Linked DNA regions of Mus musculus: region 1 is linked to region 2. The links are chromatin contacts, called in public promoter capture Hi-C maps. All regions are on one chromosome and are shown on one strand. Each heading gives the region's core, a stretch centred on a gene start, on an enhancer-like site or on the middle of the called end of the contact. The rest is flanking DNA. Distances are from core to core; before and after follow the strand shown.

The links. Promoter capture Hi-C pulls out the DNA fragments that hold promoters and counts their contacts.
Region 1: a contact with region 2 is called in a promoter capture Hi-C map of embryonic stem cells, with 4 times the contacts expected there. The contact joins the promoter of Itgb8 here to the enhancer-like site in region 2. A contact is called at or near these places in 12 of 39 promoter capture datasets (HPC-7-derived erythroid cells, cranial neural crest, embryonic stem cells and 6 more), 9 of 484 Hi-C or Micro-C datasets (bone marrow-derived dendritic cells, bone marrow-derived macrophages, cortical neurons and 2 more), 6 of 115 datasets of contacts at active chromatin or transcription factors (astrocytes, cardiomyocytes, embryonic stem cells and 1 more) and 1 of 9 other capture datasets (embryonic stem cells).

Annotation. Positions count from the first base shown.
Region 1 is chr12:119,234,844-119,242,372 of GRCm38.p6, reverse strand. It overlaps Itgb8 (integrin beta 8), which reads left to right and starts at 4,097. Exons shown (of 14, transcript NM_177290.3): 1 at 4,097-4,701. The coding sequence starts at 4,575.
Region 2 is chr12:118,927,961-118,935,488 of GRCm38.p6, reverse strand. It overlaps Abcb5 (ATP-binding cassette, sub-family B (MDR/TAP), member 5), which reads left to right. Exons shown (of 28, transcript NM_029961.2): 10 at 2,881-2,994; 11 at 3,528-3,638; 12 at 6,676-6,801. Among named protein-coding and RNA genes, the nearest start is that of Abcb5, 35 kb to the left of the region's middle. Within about 2 kb of position 4,413, at least 33 of the 459 cell types and tissues checked have an H3K27ac peak or open chromatin away from gene starts, as enhancers often do. A contact at or near this core is called in embryonic stem cells and stem cell-derived neural progenitor cells, where this site is marked.

The sequences.
Region 1 (7,529 bases), core at 2,848-5,347, 310 kb before region 2:
TTTTAGATCATTTTCATCTCTTATGAGCTGTAGCTGAGAGAAGTTTATAGACTTATGATGATACCCTAAAAATCTATCCAGTAGCTCTAGCCTCAACATCAAAAGACATATTTTTGAAATGTTAATATAGCTGTGGATGCAAGTATGAAATAAGTCATTTGGAAAAAAAATCAGTTTCACATTTACATACTCAATAAAAGTCTTTCAGATGTGTCTGTTATTCCTACTACCCACACAGCTTATTCATGCTCACCATAAACTGCATTGGCAAGAAATTAAGGTTAAAGGAGTAGGGTAGAAGCTTAAGTCATCTAATTTTATGACTTATTAACAACTCAAAGAGTCTAATGGTTCAAAGGCTGGAATGAATAGCTAGAATCTTATTTTAGACTATCTATGACTTTAATTTGCTCTCATTACTGAAAATGATGAAAAATTAGCTATCAGAAATGTCAAAGCGAGAAACATGATAGAAAACAGGAATTAGTCATCATCTTGAACATTTTTCTTTGTTAAACTTCAGGTAACAATGGAGATAATACTGTATTTCTTTATAGTATCATGCCCCCCCTTTTTTTTACAAGAGAAATTATAAGTTATGTAGCCAGTGACATTTACTCAATACAAGTACACCTTTTGTCCCTAGGTTATTTGTTACATTTATTATAAGAAAACTCAAGGATGAACTGCAGAATTTCAGGAGTAATTATATTTTCATAACCAAAAATGTTCAGATGTCTTCCTCATATCTATAGGCTCACAGTCTATTGTCTAGCACATTATTTTATTTTTATTTTGATAACCAGAATTATACTCTCTTTCCAACAGAAAATTAGTGGCAAATAATGCTGTGATTGTTCAATAACCTTTAAGAATTGGCATTGGGGAGTTTTGGATGAATGCATAGTGGTACCTGTGTTGTGTATGTACTTGTGTGGTGGTTGTTCATTTTGTCAGCTTGACACTATCTAGATTCACTTGAGAAAGGAGTCAGAATGAGGGATTCTCTTCATTGGCTTTGTCTGAGAGGGATTTTCTTAATTGGGTTCATTGATGTGGAAAGGCTCCCCCTGGATGTAGGCAGCACCTTTTCATGTTCTGGCCTGGAGTGAATGAAAGGAGAGGGGACCCTGGGTATTGCTTGCCCTGAGTGATTTGCTCTTTGAAGTTTCTGTCAACTTGATTTTTCCTTGAAATAATGGACTGTCACCTTCAATTGAGAGACTAGCAAACCTTTTCTTAGGTTGATCTCGTGAAAGTATTTATATGACAGCAACAGGAAACAAAACTGAGGCAACTTGTCAGTGTGCCAATAAACATGTATCATGGCATATATATGCATATGTGAGTGCATGCCTGTGGACAGTGGGTAGAGGTTGACTCTGAACACTTTTCTCGATTTCTCTTATTGGATGCTTTTCTCAATTTCAATCCATCTTTTGCTTTTGTTTTTTTGGTTTTTTAAGACAAGCTCTTTCATTCAACCTGGAACTAATGGATTCAGCTGTCTGGTCAATGAGCTTTGGAAATCCGTCTGGTCCTCTGGAGCTCGGGGAAGGGGGTCCCATGCCAAGCTTTTTATGTAGGTTGTGGGGATCCAAATTCAAGACCTCATGCTTGTGTGACATTTACCAACTGCAGTCTACCCCCAAACTCTGGCATGTATTTCGTGGCCAGAAATGGCTGTCTTTTGAATGACTTTCAACCTTTCCGAAACAAATTTATTTCATTGTTTTATCTTTTCACACAGTAGGTTTGAGTTCAGATGTAAAGTATATGAACACCTAACAATATAAAATTATATACTTTAGCAGTTTCACAAAATTTCATCCATTCTTATTGTATAAGCTTCTGTCTCATTTAGTATTGTAACTGTCATTTCTGATGTAAAAGCAGGTTGACTGAAACATTAATGTATCAGTAATTTCACAAGGCAGACTGGATGCTATTGAGATTAACTTGTTATCTTTGTCAGAGCTTTGCAATGCCTCAAGGGTTGCTGCATTGCCTAGGTTTGTCACATAATTTCAAGAAAATAAACACACTTCCCAGCTGAAGTGGCTCTAACCATATCTTCACTATGCTATGTTTTTGTTCCAACCTATCTCAGCTACTTTACAGTAGCTACATCTCAATGAAGATATCCAGGAAGAAATTTGAAAAACCAAAGAATGAAAATTTGAAAATGAAGTACAGTGGCTTGGAGTTGTGTTGACTGACATCAGTCGTTGAAGTATGGATTGCCCCCTTAGCTTCACAAATGATCCTCCTTAACAGATCTAGGGCACTTTACTAACTAGGTTCCTGGCTTTACTGTTAGTCCAATGTACAGTCCACACCTGAAGAAAGGGGAGTTTTTGATGTTGTGGTTTATTAACCAGGTACTTTCCATTCACTGTCAACAATTAGAAAACAGAAAGAAGTTTTTTAAAGAGGAGGGTTGGTGGGACCTCCTACTTGTTTTCTTTACTCCAAATAAGAAGCCGGAAACAATTAAGGAGAAAAAAATCCCCTATAGTTCACCTTGACCTGGCTGGACTGGGTCTGATGCCTGAAAAAAGTGGTGTTGTGTAAGCCACTAGTAAAAAAAAGTCGAACTGAACTTCAATACAATGAAAATTATTGGGCTCTAGGGGAAACTAGGAGCCAAGGTCTCCAGTATCAAATTAGAAAAGGAGCTCTTTCCCAAACCTAGAGAACTGTGTTTCTTCCTTCTCCTTAAGGTGTCGAGGGCGCTGACAAGACCTGGAGAGGCAATGCTACTACTTCCTTGGCTGTCCAGTTTAGCAACGCTTTAGCCTCACCCAAAACTGCAAAACTGAATTGCAAGCTTGTATTCATTCACTCTTCTGCTGCCATCTGCAACTTCTTGTTTCCTTTTACTGAGAAGGTGGCGTTTAAGGTCAAAAGATCCATTGTAACCAACAAAAGGCCAAAGAACCACAAACAGACCCTGGGAAAAAGCTAGGCTGCCCCTTTCAGGGCTGAGGGTCTACAAAAGGAACAACGAAATATATCTGACAGTAGAATACATCTTGTCTAAATCTCCAAAGTCTGGGAAGACCTCAGACAGATTTGGGATCAGACACAGGGCAAGGTCTTAAGGCTGCAAGGAAAGCGGGCAGTGAATACTCTGAGAGCAGTGTTGGGGGAGGGGAGAGGCCCCCGAAATCTACTTTGTATTCAGCAGCTGCGGGCCAGTAAGGATTCCTGAACAAAGGAGCACGCGGCAAGAGGATGAAATGTTGGGGTTCATGCTGCCACTCGAGCTGCGAGAAGTTTTCCACCTATACCGTTATGGAAGCGTTGGAACTCAGAATTGGGGGGCGAGGGGGTGAGAGAAAAGAGAACTCAGCATGCGATTCCTGTTGCGCCACTACGCACCAGGAATTCTTGAGAACGATGGGAATGGCAACTATTAGATTCGAGGGGGGAGAAAAAAGAGCTGGAGTGAGCAAAACAAAGAGCGAGTGTGGGCCGCGGTGACTTCATGCCTCACCAATGTCCCGCCCACGCTACTCCGAGCTGGAGCTGTTTGCTGCTTCTGCTGCTGCTGCTGTCCTGGGCCGCCACTGCGCTTGCTGGCGACCCAAGCAAGGAGCACTGTAGCGTGGGGAGGTTTCCTAGCAACTCTCAGCTCGGAGCACGCCCAGCCACCCGAAAGCTGGGAGCCCCCACGGGGGACCACAGAACTAGATCACCCCATCCCTGCCCATCGCCTGCCTCTCTTCCCTCTCATCCCAGAACGCATCAGCTGCCAGGGTTCTGGGTGGCCAGACGCCTGAGCCGACAGAGTCCGAGAAAGGACAAGGGTACGCAGCTCCCTCCCAGCGAGGTGCATGGAACATCCCCTTCTAGCCCAGTAAGCAACTGGGATGCCTTGTTGGTTGCCCGCGAGTGCAGACAGGAGCTTCTAGGGAGCTCGCGGAGCTGCTTCCCCAAGCTGCTGGCACCCGTGTCTCCTCTCCCGCCAATCGGAACGCTGCCGCCTGAACCTCTGCTAGCTGCGACTAAGTGGAGTTGGCCTCCCTGCCCACCTGTGGAAGAAGCTAGCACCGACTGATGCGCCAGCAACTCCCCCACCCCCTTGGCCTTCTAGCCGTCCCCTCCCACTAAAGCAGCATCACCCTGTGAATTACATTAGGGTGGTTTTCCCCCCAGCCTCAGGCTTTGTTTGGGTTTGATTGTGTTTGGCTCTTCGCTAAGCTGATTTATGCAGCAGAGCCCCATCGGCTGGGGAGAAACAAAAGCTCTTTTCTTTGTCTGGGAGCGGACTGTGGAGCCCGTACTTGCTTCGCCCCCGCGGGCCATCGGCTGTCCAAGGAGGTGCTTTTTGTTGAGACTGCAAGCCCCGCCGTGCGGAGCTGGGAGGGCCTTAAGGGCCCTGAGATGCAGAGAGCTGCCCTGGACCGAATACCTGTATCGCCTACTGAGAGCAACTGGGTCGGCCAACCCGGCCTGTCGAAAAGGTCCTAGGGACTCGCAGCCCACGGGCCTCAAGGTGCGCTCTCAAGTCGGGAGAGCGCATCAGGAAAGCAACTAGGCAGTAGGCACCGGGCGGGCTGCTTTGCATTATGTGCGGCTCGGCCCTGGCTTTTCTGACTGCTGCACTGCTCTCTCTGCACAACTGCCAGCGAGGTCCAGCCTTGGTTCTTGGGGCAGCCTGGGTATTTTCACTTGTTCTCGGACTGGGCCAAAGTGGTAAGTTATTTTACTTTGTTTTCTTCCCTTCTCCCAAAGTCTTGGGCTGGTATTGAGAGCTTATGGCCTGGGCATCCCTGACAGGTAAGTGGAAGATGTCAGTCCTGGTCAGTCCTGCTGAGACTTCAGGAGGGCAGGTGTGTAACAAAGTTCTCCATAAAGAAGCCAGGTATCAGGCATTTTCACCCCTAAGTGACAGCAATAGTCCACAGTGCTGGGAAAAGTTTATTTGAGTTGAAGTTTGGGAAAGAGTCTGTTGTACTTACAGAATGCAGTTTGGGGGTTCCAGTATTTCCTGAGGATATCACTATATAGTCTGTATTCCCCAACTTTTCACCTTAGGGGTGGAGCATCATCCACTAAGAGCCTGTGGCTAAGATGGTTTATAAAAGGAAAGAGTCTTTCATTTATTGGTCTAAGAAAGAACAAGTTTCTTCTGCCATAACATTCAGCTTGAATGAATTAATGCCCTTGAGGAATATCCATTCATGGTTTAAGCCACTGCCCTGCGGAGGGGTGGGATTGTTAAATTATTGTGGCTAAATGATCTGTCCCCTAAGTTTGGTCTCTGTTACCAAGAGGTCACCTCTCTATAAACTTTTATTGTCTTCATCTGTAAAACAGATATAGATGCCTACCTTTCCCAAGTCATTTCTAGTCAGACAGTGCATGAGAGGGGGCTTGGCACTTTAACATGTTAGCATTGTATTCTTGGTGACTCATGAAACAGAATAAGTAATAATAACAATCTAAGGATTAAATTTACCATAGAGGCCAAATGTTTTTTTTTTTTTTTTTTGCAGATGGAGTTACCATTGCCTTATTTATTTATTTATTTATTTACTTACTTACTTACTTTTCCCTTCGGGTTACTAATCCCTTAAATTTTATTAGAGACTTACTGTAGTCTCTCAACCTTAAAGGAGTTTTAATTAATAGCCTCACTTCTGTTGTAAAACTGAAATTTAGTCCTTTACTTTAAATTGGTGTGCTGGCTTTCTTCCTGAAGTTAACTAAAGTAAATACTTATATGTAAAAGTTTATAATAGAGAAGCCCAGGCAATTTCTTCTAATTATTGCATATATAGTTGTCTAGCATTAGTTTTGGGTGAGATTTTCCTAGTTGTATCAAACAGGACAAACTAGAGTCAACTTTCATTTTGTAGTTATTTTGAGACTTTGAGATTTCAAAATAAATGAAACCTAATACAAAGGAAAGAGTCACACTCCTTATCAAGTATCTTTTGAATGGAACATGTGTTTGCCACAGCAGATTTTCCACTGAGCTTAATTCCACCCTATGTCAGTAAATAAAGTGTTCTCCTAGATTTAGTAAACATTCGCACCAATAAACTGACCAAAACTTATGTCAACAGAATATATTTTGTTCCAAAGAAAGTCTCACTCACCTTTAATCTTTGCTAATAACAAAGGTTTTTAAAAGTTCATTGTGCTTGTAGAGATAAGTCAAGTTCCTGTGTACCAGCAAGATATTTCCATCCAGTGACTATTATTGATTTGAAGCAAGTATTATGAATGGGCTGCCTTGCACCTGCTGACCTGAAAAGTGAATGCTTATCTGAAATCAAAACAAGGCATCCTTTTCCCAGTCCCTGTCAATATACAAAAGCTTCTGATGTATAATGACTTGCATGGTAGTTTAAAACATGAAAAAAAAATTATAGCCAGTACTACTCAGCAAATTAGAGATCACTATAAACAGCTGTACTTTGTGATACAGCTACAAGTCTTAAATTACAGGTCTTACTGTGCAAATTAAATGCTTAAAGCAGAATAGAAATTTAGGTATCGGTTACAAAGGAAATCTTGTTCCCATGCCCAGTAGTTTACACCAAGAAGATGCTGAGGGCAATAAAGCCATAGTAAGAAGACTATAGCTATATATCACTTCAGTTTTATTTTTAAAGAACAATTTATACAAATGTACATTAGACTTATAGTAGTGTGAGCAGAGAGAGTTGAAGGTGGCTGAATACTGTGGGTAGAGTATATTATGAATGAGATGCAAAGATTTCTGATGTAGACATCACTCTAGTTCCTTTTAATTTTCCTTTGCAAAAACTAATGGAGACTGAAGACAATTGAAATCATCAATGCCAACATTAAAAAGCTGGTCACTAATGTTTTTCCATTAAATAAAAAATAGTTAATATTGAAGAGTTATTGCAGCAACATTTTATTTCTACACTTGCTAATTTTAAAAGATTAAAACTAATTTGTCACCCAATTACATAGCAATAGAAAAATGATACATCTCAAAACTCACAATTTCTTTAACAAATGGTAGCTATTATTGCAATGAGATTTCATTTTCTTTTTATTTAGCTATTGTACTTTTTCCATTACAACCAATCTACAGAATGAGCTTTGCTTTGTGACAACAGTATGACTTTCCCTGAAATAGATTTCATCATATCAAGTATTCTCTGAATATCCTCAGTTTTAGTGTGTGTGTGTGTGTGAGAGAGTGAGTGTGTGTGCGCACGCACTCATGTATGCATGAATGCACAGCAATGATTTTGCATGTGGGGGGTGCATATATGCGTGGGTATGAATGCATGTGGATGAATATGCATTTGGAGGCCTGAGGTTGATGTCGAAACCATACTACATTGCTCTTTTACCTTATTCATTGAAGCAGAGTCTCTCAGTCAAAACCAGAATTCACTGATGTGGCTAGTCTTGTTAGCCAGATTGTTTCTGAGGATTCTGTTCCCATTTCCCAAGTCTAGAATTATAAGCAATTAACATGCCAACTGGACATCTATATGTGGGCTTCTGGAGATCTAGCTATGCAAGCATGTTAA
Region 2 (7,528 bases), core at 3,164-5,663:
CATTGGGGACCCTGTGCTCAGTCCAATGGTTGGCTGAGAGCATCCACCTCTATATTTGTCAGGCACTGGCAGAGCCTCTCAGGAGACAGCTCTATCAGGCTTCTGTCAGCAAGCACTTGTTAGCATCCACAATAGTGTCTGGGTTTGGTGACTGTATATGGGATGGATCCCTAGGTAGGGTGGGGGGTGAGGGCAGGACAGTCTCTGGATGGCCTTTCCTTCAGTCTCTGCTCCAAAACTTACTTTGAATAAGGATGATTACCTTCTCACGATTTGCATGTACTTTTAAATTCTAATGTGTGTGTGTGTGTGTGTGTGTGTGTGTGTGTGTGTGTGTGTGTGAGTGAGTGTGTAAAAAGGCTTATTCATCTAACATGTTTTGTGTCCTCATTGTGGCAAGCATTGTTCTTTTAGAATAACCATAATTGAATTCCTCACTAATAGATACAGTCTTCTTAATCTAGCACTGAAAATAGCCAATTTGTAGTAAAGCATGTCCTCTCGGGTTTCCTGGGTTGCGATCACAGTCCACAAAGATGCTGCTAACTGAAAAGTCCTACAGTAGCTGGATCCATCTGTTATACCTCTATCCTTTCCAGCATTTAGCTGAGTTTAGGCTAGAGAGGTGGCTCAGTGGTCAAGTAGGCACTGCTTTTGCAGAGGAGCCAAGTTCAGTTCCAGCACCCAGGTTGGATGGGAATGGTTCACACTGCATTCATCTTCAGCTCCAACTCCAGGGGACCCAATGTCCTCTGGCCTCCTCTGACATCTGCATTGGTGTGCAAAAACACCCACTCAGAGACACATACACAGAAATATTAAGGAAGAAGGAGAAGAAGGAGAAGGAGGAGGAGGAGGAGGAGGAGGAGGAGGAGGAGGAGGAGGAGGAGGAGGAGGAGAAGGAGAAGAAGAAGAAGAAGAAGAAGAAGAAGAAGAAGAAGAAGAAGAAGAAGAAGAAGAAGAAGAAGAAGAAGAAGAAGAAGAGAAAGAAAGCTTCATGCAACCCTTTCCAATCTTGCAATCCAGAGTCTTTTAAACTGCTACAGTTATGTATGAAATTGTAAATCATTCCACTAATCTCAAGTCTCTACATCAGACACATCAGCTCAGGCTTAAAGAGATCTGTTGTGGTAAGCAAAGGGACCTTCTCTACTGCTTCCATTTTTGTTTGGTCTTTCCATCTTAGATAGATGTCTCTTCTTTCAGTTAAATGGATCTTTTTAATTTGAGACTTTCATAGTTAAGGCTCTGGGCTGTTCATTCATCTCATATGAAGAACTAGGACCTGATATTTTTACTCTTTAGTTCCCACATATTGAAGGACAGAGAAGAGTGCATGCCATTGTAGAATTCATTCCTTATTTGACCTTTTCCTGCAGAGGCATTTGCCTAAATAAGGACAGTGGGTAACAGAGAAGTTTTAAAAGCAGGATGGAAGCAATACAATGTCTCTGTACTATCACTTCAATTACTCTCCTGCTAAATCTCCCAGTGTTGTCCATAGTAGAGGGAAAGGGTCCATAGGAGCACACTCAGCTTGTGGGCCGCTTCCTGTGGGCCAGCATGGTTCAGACAACTCAAATGTTGCTGCAGCTGGAGAGACACAAACTCGCGAATTGGAGTGTCATCCTGAGAATAGGCCAAGACTGCTGGGGCAGCCTGTGTTTCCCTTACAGTCTTCATCCTGTCTTCCATCTTGTTGTTTTGTTTTGTTTTGTTTTGATTCTTTTTATTAGATATTTTCTTTATTTACATTTCAAATGCTATCCCAAAAGTCCCCTATACCCTCCCCCCCGCCCTGCTCCCCTACCCACTCACTCCCACTTCCTGGCCCTGGCATTCCCCTGTACTGGGGCATATAAAGTTTGCAAAACCAAGGGGCCTCTCTTCCCAATGATGGCCAACTAGGCCATCTTCTGCTACATATGCAGCTAGAGACACGAGCTCTGGGGTACTGGTTAGTTCATAATGTTGTTCCACCTAAAGGGTTGCAGACCCCTTCAGCTCCTTGGGTGCTTTCTCTAGCTCCTCCATTGGGGGCCCTGTGTTTCATCCTATAGATGACTGTGAGCATCCACTTCTATATTTGCCAGGCACTGGCATAGCCTCACACGAGACAGCTATATCAGGGGCCCTTCAGCAAAATCTTGCTGGCATATGCAATAGTGTCTGGGTTTGGTGGCTGATTATGGGATGGATCCCCAGGTGGGGTAGTCTCTGGATAGTCCATCCTTTCGTTTTAGCTCTAAACTTCGTCTCTGTAACTCCTTTTATGGGTATTTTGTTCCCTATTCTAAGGAGGAATGAAGTATCCACACGTTGGTCTTCTCTCTTCTTAATTTTCTTGTGTTTTGCGAATTGTATCTTCGGTACTCTATGTTTCTGGGCTAATATCCACTTATCAGTGAGTGCATATCTAACGACTTCTTTTGTGATTGGGTTACCTCACTAAGGATGATATCCTCCAGATACATCCATTTGCCCAAGAATTTTATAAATTCATTCTTTAATAGCTGAGTAGTACTCCATTGTGTAAATGTACCACATTTTCTGTATCCATTCCTCTGTTGAGGGGCATCTGGGTTCTTTCTAGGTTCTGGCTATTATAAATAGGGCTGCTATGAACATAGTGGAGCATGTGTTCTTATTACCAGTTGGAACATCTTCTGGATATATGCCCAGGAGAGGTATTGCTGGATCTTCCGGTAGTACTATGTCCAATTTTCTAAGAAACCGCCAGACTGACTTCCAGAGTGGTTGTCTTCCATATTCTTATGTAAGTCCTCTCATAGTCCATGAGCACAGGCCAAACACACCTCCCAATCCCATTGTCTTTCTTACTTCACTACAAGGTGACTATTGTTTACTTTGTCCCTGTAGGTTTTCTTCAGTGTGATCCATAGTAGTTACTGCATTGGATCTGTAGCCCCTCACCTGGAAACCTTCACAGTAGCCAGAGGAGCTGCCTTTAATATTTTCCAGGTTATTGATAAGGTAGGAGCTCTCACTGCATTGAAAGATATCTGTCCTTACTCTAAGAAGGAACCTGAAAGATAGGAACATTCAACTCCGGAAAACCACAGGGTGGGTAAAACCTACACATTGGTTATTTGGTTATAGAGTGAAAGATTGTGGTTAACTTTTGTGGGGGAATGATTTTTTATTGAAAACTTCATGTCTGTCTAGTGGTAGTGGCATACACCTTTAATCCCAGCACTCAAGAGGCAGAAGCAAGTGGATTTCTGTGAGTTTGAGGCTAGCCTGGTCTTCAGAACAAGTTCCAGCCAGGGCTACACAGAAAAACCATGTCTCAAAGAAAACAAAAAGCAATAAAACAAAATAAACAAAGAAAGAAAAAAAAGAAAGGAAGAAAGAGAAAGAAACAAAGACAAAATTTCATGTCTAGTTTCATGTACTTCTAAAACAGGAAGGAGATTTTAAAAGAACTTTAGGGTCCATCTCTAAACTATTCTGGGATAGAAGCTTAACCCTTTAAAGATGTATAACAATCTCTTTGTTTTTCCAAGAAACCCAATATAGATAACTTTTCAACAGCTGGATTTGTACCTGAATGTATAGAAGGAAACATAGAATTTAAAAATGTTTCTTTCAGCTATCCATCAAGACCTTCTGCCAAGGTATGTTAAATTCAGTTTCATTCTTCCATTTTCTGACATTGTCTTCAGGCCAGAATCTTCTGTTGTGGGAACTTTTTTTAAAGATTCTTTTATTTATGTATGTGTGATATGTGACTATATGCTCGTTAACCTGTGGGAGTGTGCATATACATGTGTGCATGTACCTGTGGAGGCCAGAGATCAACATTTGGTGTCCTCTGTGATCAGCCTCCACCTTACATATTAAGGAAGTGTCTCTCACATGAACTGGAAGCTCTACAGTTTGGTTAGTTTGCTAGCCAGTTTGCTAAGGGATCTCCTGTTGCTGTTTCCCACACTGGGATTACAGATAGCTGCCTCCACCCCTTCCAGAATCCCTATGAATGCTCTGGAGTTAAACTGCAATCCTCAGACTTGCATGCCAAGTACTTGCCCAGTCCCTTCTTTCGGATGATTTTGACCCAGATTTTGTCTACTTCCTTAAAGAAGCAAGTAGGCCAATATCTGACAAGCAGTGAGCAAATATATCTGGATATTGCGGGGCTTGTGGTTTAATAATAAAGCTGTGGAGACATCTGTATAGCATAAGGCTGTTAGCCTGTTTGCTGGGCAGTCTCACAGCTAGCCCATAATTTAAACTGACATCTCCAGTCATTTGACTCTTTCTCAGCTCTACCTCAGGGCCTTGCTACCTTTCTTTCTCTCTCCCTGTCCTCCAACCAGTCCTCCAACCAGTCCTCCTGCCAATCCTCCTGCCAGCCCTTCTGCCCCAGATCCAACCGCAAGCTCTTTATTATGCTAAAATCCCCCTCCTTTTCGTCCAGTTGGCCTGGGAGGGGGCGGTGGGGGCGGGGAATAGTATGTGTGACCTTCCCTTTCACAGCTTGCTTTTTCTCTTGGGTTGGGTGAGAAAGCAACAAATATTTACAGATCCTGCTAGCCTGGCGCTGCCAACCCAGCAATTAACAATTGAGAATACAAGAGCATACCTTATAACACGTGTTATCTGCAACCGTGATTTATATTTTCCTTCCTCTCTCCTGTATTGGACCGATAGTCATTTTTAACTGCCAATGTTTCCTCCATGCTCCTTTTCTAAGCACACTAAAATGTCTTGGATTAATGCTGCCACCTACTGGTGATGCCGGGATATTATCCAGCTGTATTTAATTTATTTGAATATGGGAGTTTCCAACCTTCAGATGAGTTCCTGTTAAGCCTTCCCTCTCCTACCTTTAGGACTTCTACTGCATGTGCAATTGTATCTTAGATACCCTTCCTCTCACTTTCCACACTCTCATTCACACACACAGGCACACGTACATACCTGTGCCCGTGCACAGACACACATTTATCAAAACACAGTCTGTCCCATTCGAATCACTCGGCCTTTAATTGTTAATGCCCAGCCCATGCTCTCTTGGAGTGCACTCAACATACTAATCTTTTAAAAACAAATAATTCTTGGGAAAATATGTCTGCTGTTCCTATTAAATTGTCCTTATATTTGTATTTATATTTAATTAATGCATTTGCTTCCTCTGCTACCCACCCTCAAAAGGAGAATTGTTAAGGATTACAAAAGGCAGCTACTAACAAAATACGTAATTAGGATATAAGAAGTGGGGACAAAATTTTATGTGAAACAAATGAGATTGCTAATGCTATCAACTTCTAATGTGCCGTATAGAATTTGCATTAAAAATAATGCACCCACTTCTTTCTCTGTTTTTCTCTGACTGGCGTTTTTTACTGAAATTCTCTCCTCAGAGTCTTTTGCTTTATGACTTGTTTGTCACCATCGTTGTCTGGGTTTTTGCCTTTTCTCCTAACACAGCATTTTAGACTGCATTTTGGATATACATTTAAGCTGGGTTCTGGGACCCTGAGCACCAGTTATGCCAATAATGCCCCGGGCCACGCTCTCTGGGTTCTAAACAATTCTTATTTGTTTCTTTATTTTGAAGCTGGGTTTTCACTAGTACCCCAAGCAAACTCCTGGCTAGCATACCTGGGTAAACAATTGCCTTTAACTAATTTGTGTATCTGTTTGGGAGAGAAGGGGACATGCCACTTTGCACAGGTGAAAGTCAAGAACAGCTTAGCTTTCAAGACTTGGCTTTCCACTCCCAACTCACTATTTGGAATGTACCTTGTAAAAATATTAGACCTATTCTAAAGGGGAACTTTCCTAAGTAACTCAATTATTTGTCAAGATTCCACTTGCTACAAATTAAAAAATAAAACATTAATTTGGTTGTTTTAAGATTCGTGTAAGGTATTTCAGTTAAAAATGTGAAGTTTGCAGGCTTGGTAGATGATTTGCTTGGTAGTGAGCAAGTAAGGTACCCACTACTCAAACATGAGGCCGAGGGTCCAGATCTCCAGCACTCACTTAAAACCTGGTAGTTATGGCAGCCCACTCATAATCCCAGAATATGGGAGGCAGAGATAGAATCCCCCCAAAATGCTAACCAACCCAGACTCACTGAAAACTAGGCTCAGAGAGAAACCTTGCCTCAATATATAAGGTGGAAAGCAATTGAGGAAAACTCCTGTTGTGAACATGGAGCCTCTATGTGTATGTACACATACATACATGTATACCTGCACACATGCAAACACACATCATGTGCACATACAGTGTGCACATGGAACAAGGAAGGGAGAAGGAAGAGAGAGGAAAGAGGGAAAGAGAAAGCAATGAAGGATGAATGTGATCAAGATATACATACCATACTTATGGTAATGTCATAAAGAAACCCATTATAATTTTGTACAATTAAAATATGCTATTAAAAATATGGGAAGAGTTTTCTGTGCCTAGATAACTCCTAAATTAGATCTCTTCTATGTATAAAGAAATGTTTAAATACTGTACTCCCAAACTGTGTATTACTATAGGTATAAATGGGGTATTATACAAATAAATATAAGATCTAAATTGTTTTCATGTGCCACCTAAGAATTTTTCTGTTTATAATTACAGATTAATTTTCTGACTGTATTATATAACTGTCTGTCATTCCTAACTGTGTCATTCCTGTGCATCTAACAGGTTCTGAAAGGTCTCAATCTGAAGATTAAGGCTGGAGAGACAGTAGCCTTGGTTGGTCCCAGTGGCAGTGGCAAGAGTACGACAGTGCAGCTTCTGCAGAGGCTGTATGACCCAGAGGACGGCTGTGTAAGTGCAGACTGTGGGGGAAAACCATGCAGAAGGGGCTGGGAAGATGGCTCAGTGTTTCAGAGCTTGCTGTGACATCGAGAAGTGCTGTATCCCCAGCACCTACATAAAACTTGTGAGTTGCACATCTGCAATCCCAGTGCCAGAGAACTGGATCTCTGAGGCTGGCTGGTCAGCAAGGGTGGATGAATGGGTGCACTCCAGGTTCCCTAAGAGATCCTATCTCAAAAATTAAGGAGGAAATTGATCCAGGAAGCGACCCAACCACTGGTCCCTATGCACATGTGTGTGCACATCCCAAACACTGTTCCCTATGCACGCATATGAACATCCCAAACACTGGTCCCTATGCACACATATGAACATCCCAAACACTGGTCCCTATACACACACATGTGCACATACCCAAACACTGGTCCCTATGCACATATGTGCACATACCCAAACACTGATTCCTATGCACACATGTGAACATCCCAAGTACAGGTCCCTATGCACACACATGTGCATATACCCAAACACTGGTTCCTATGCACATGTGCGTACATACCCAAACACTGTTTTCTATACACACGGCATGCACACACATTAACATGTACACATGTACACAAAAAGAAAAAAAATACTAATTCTTAATGTTTCTAGTTAACACTTACAACATTGTCTTTAAAAGAAAACTTGTTCAGAACTTTGTAGGCCGGAGTTTATGCTAATGGTGACTAAATAA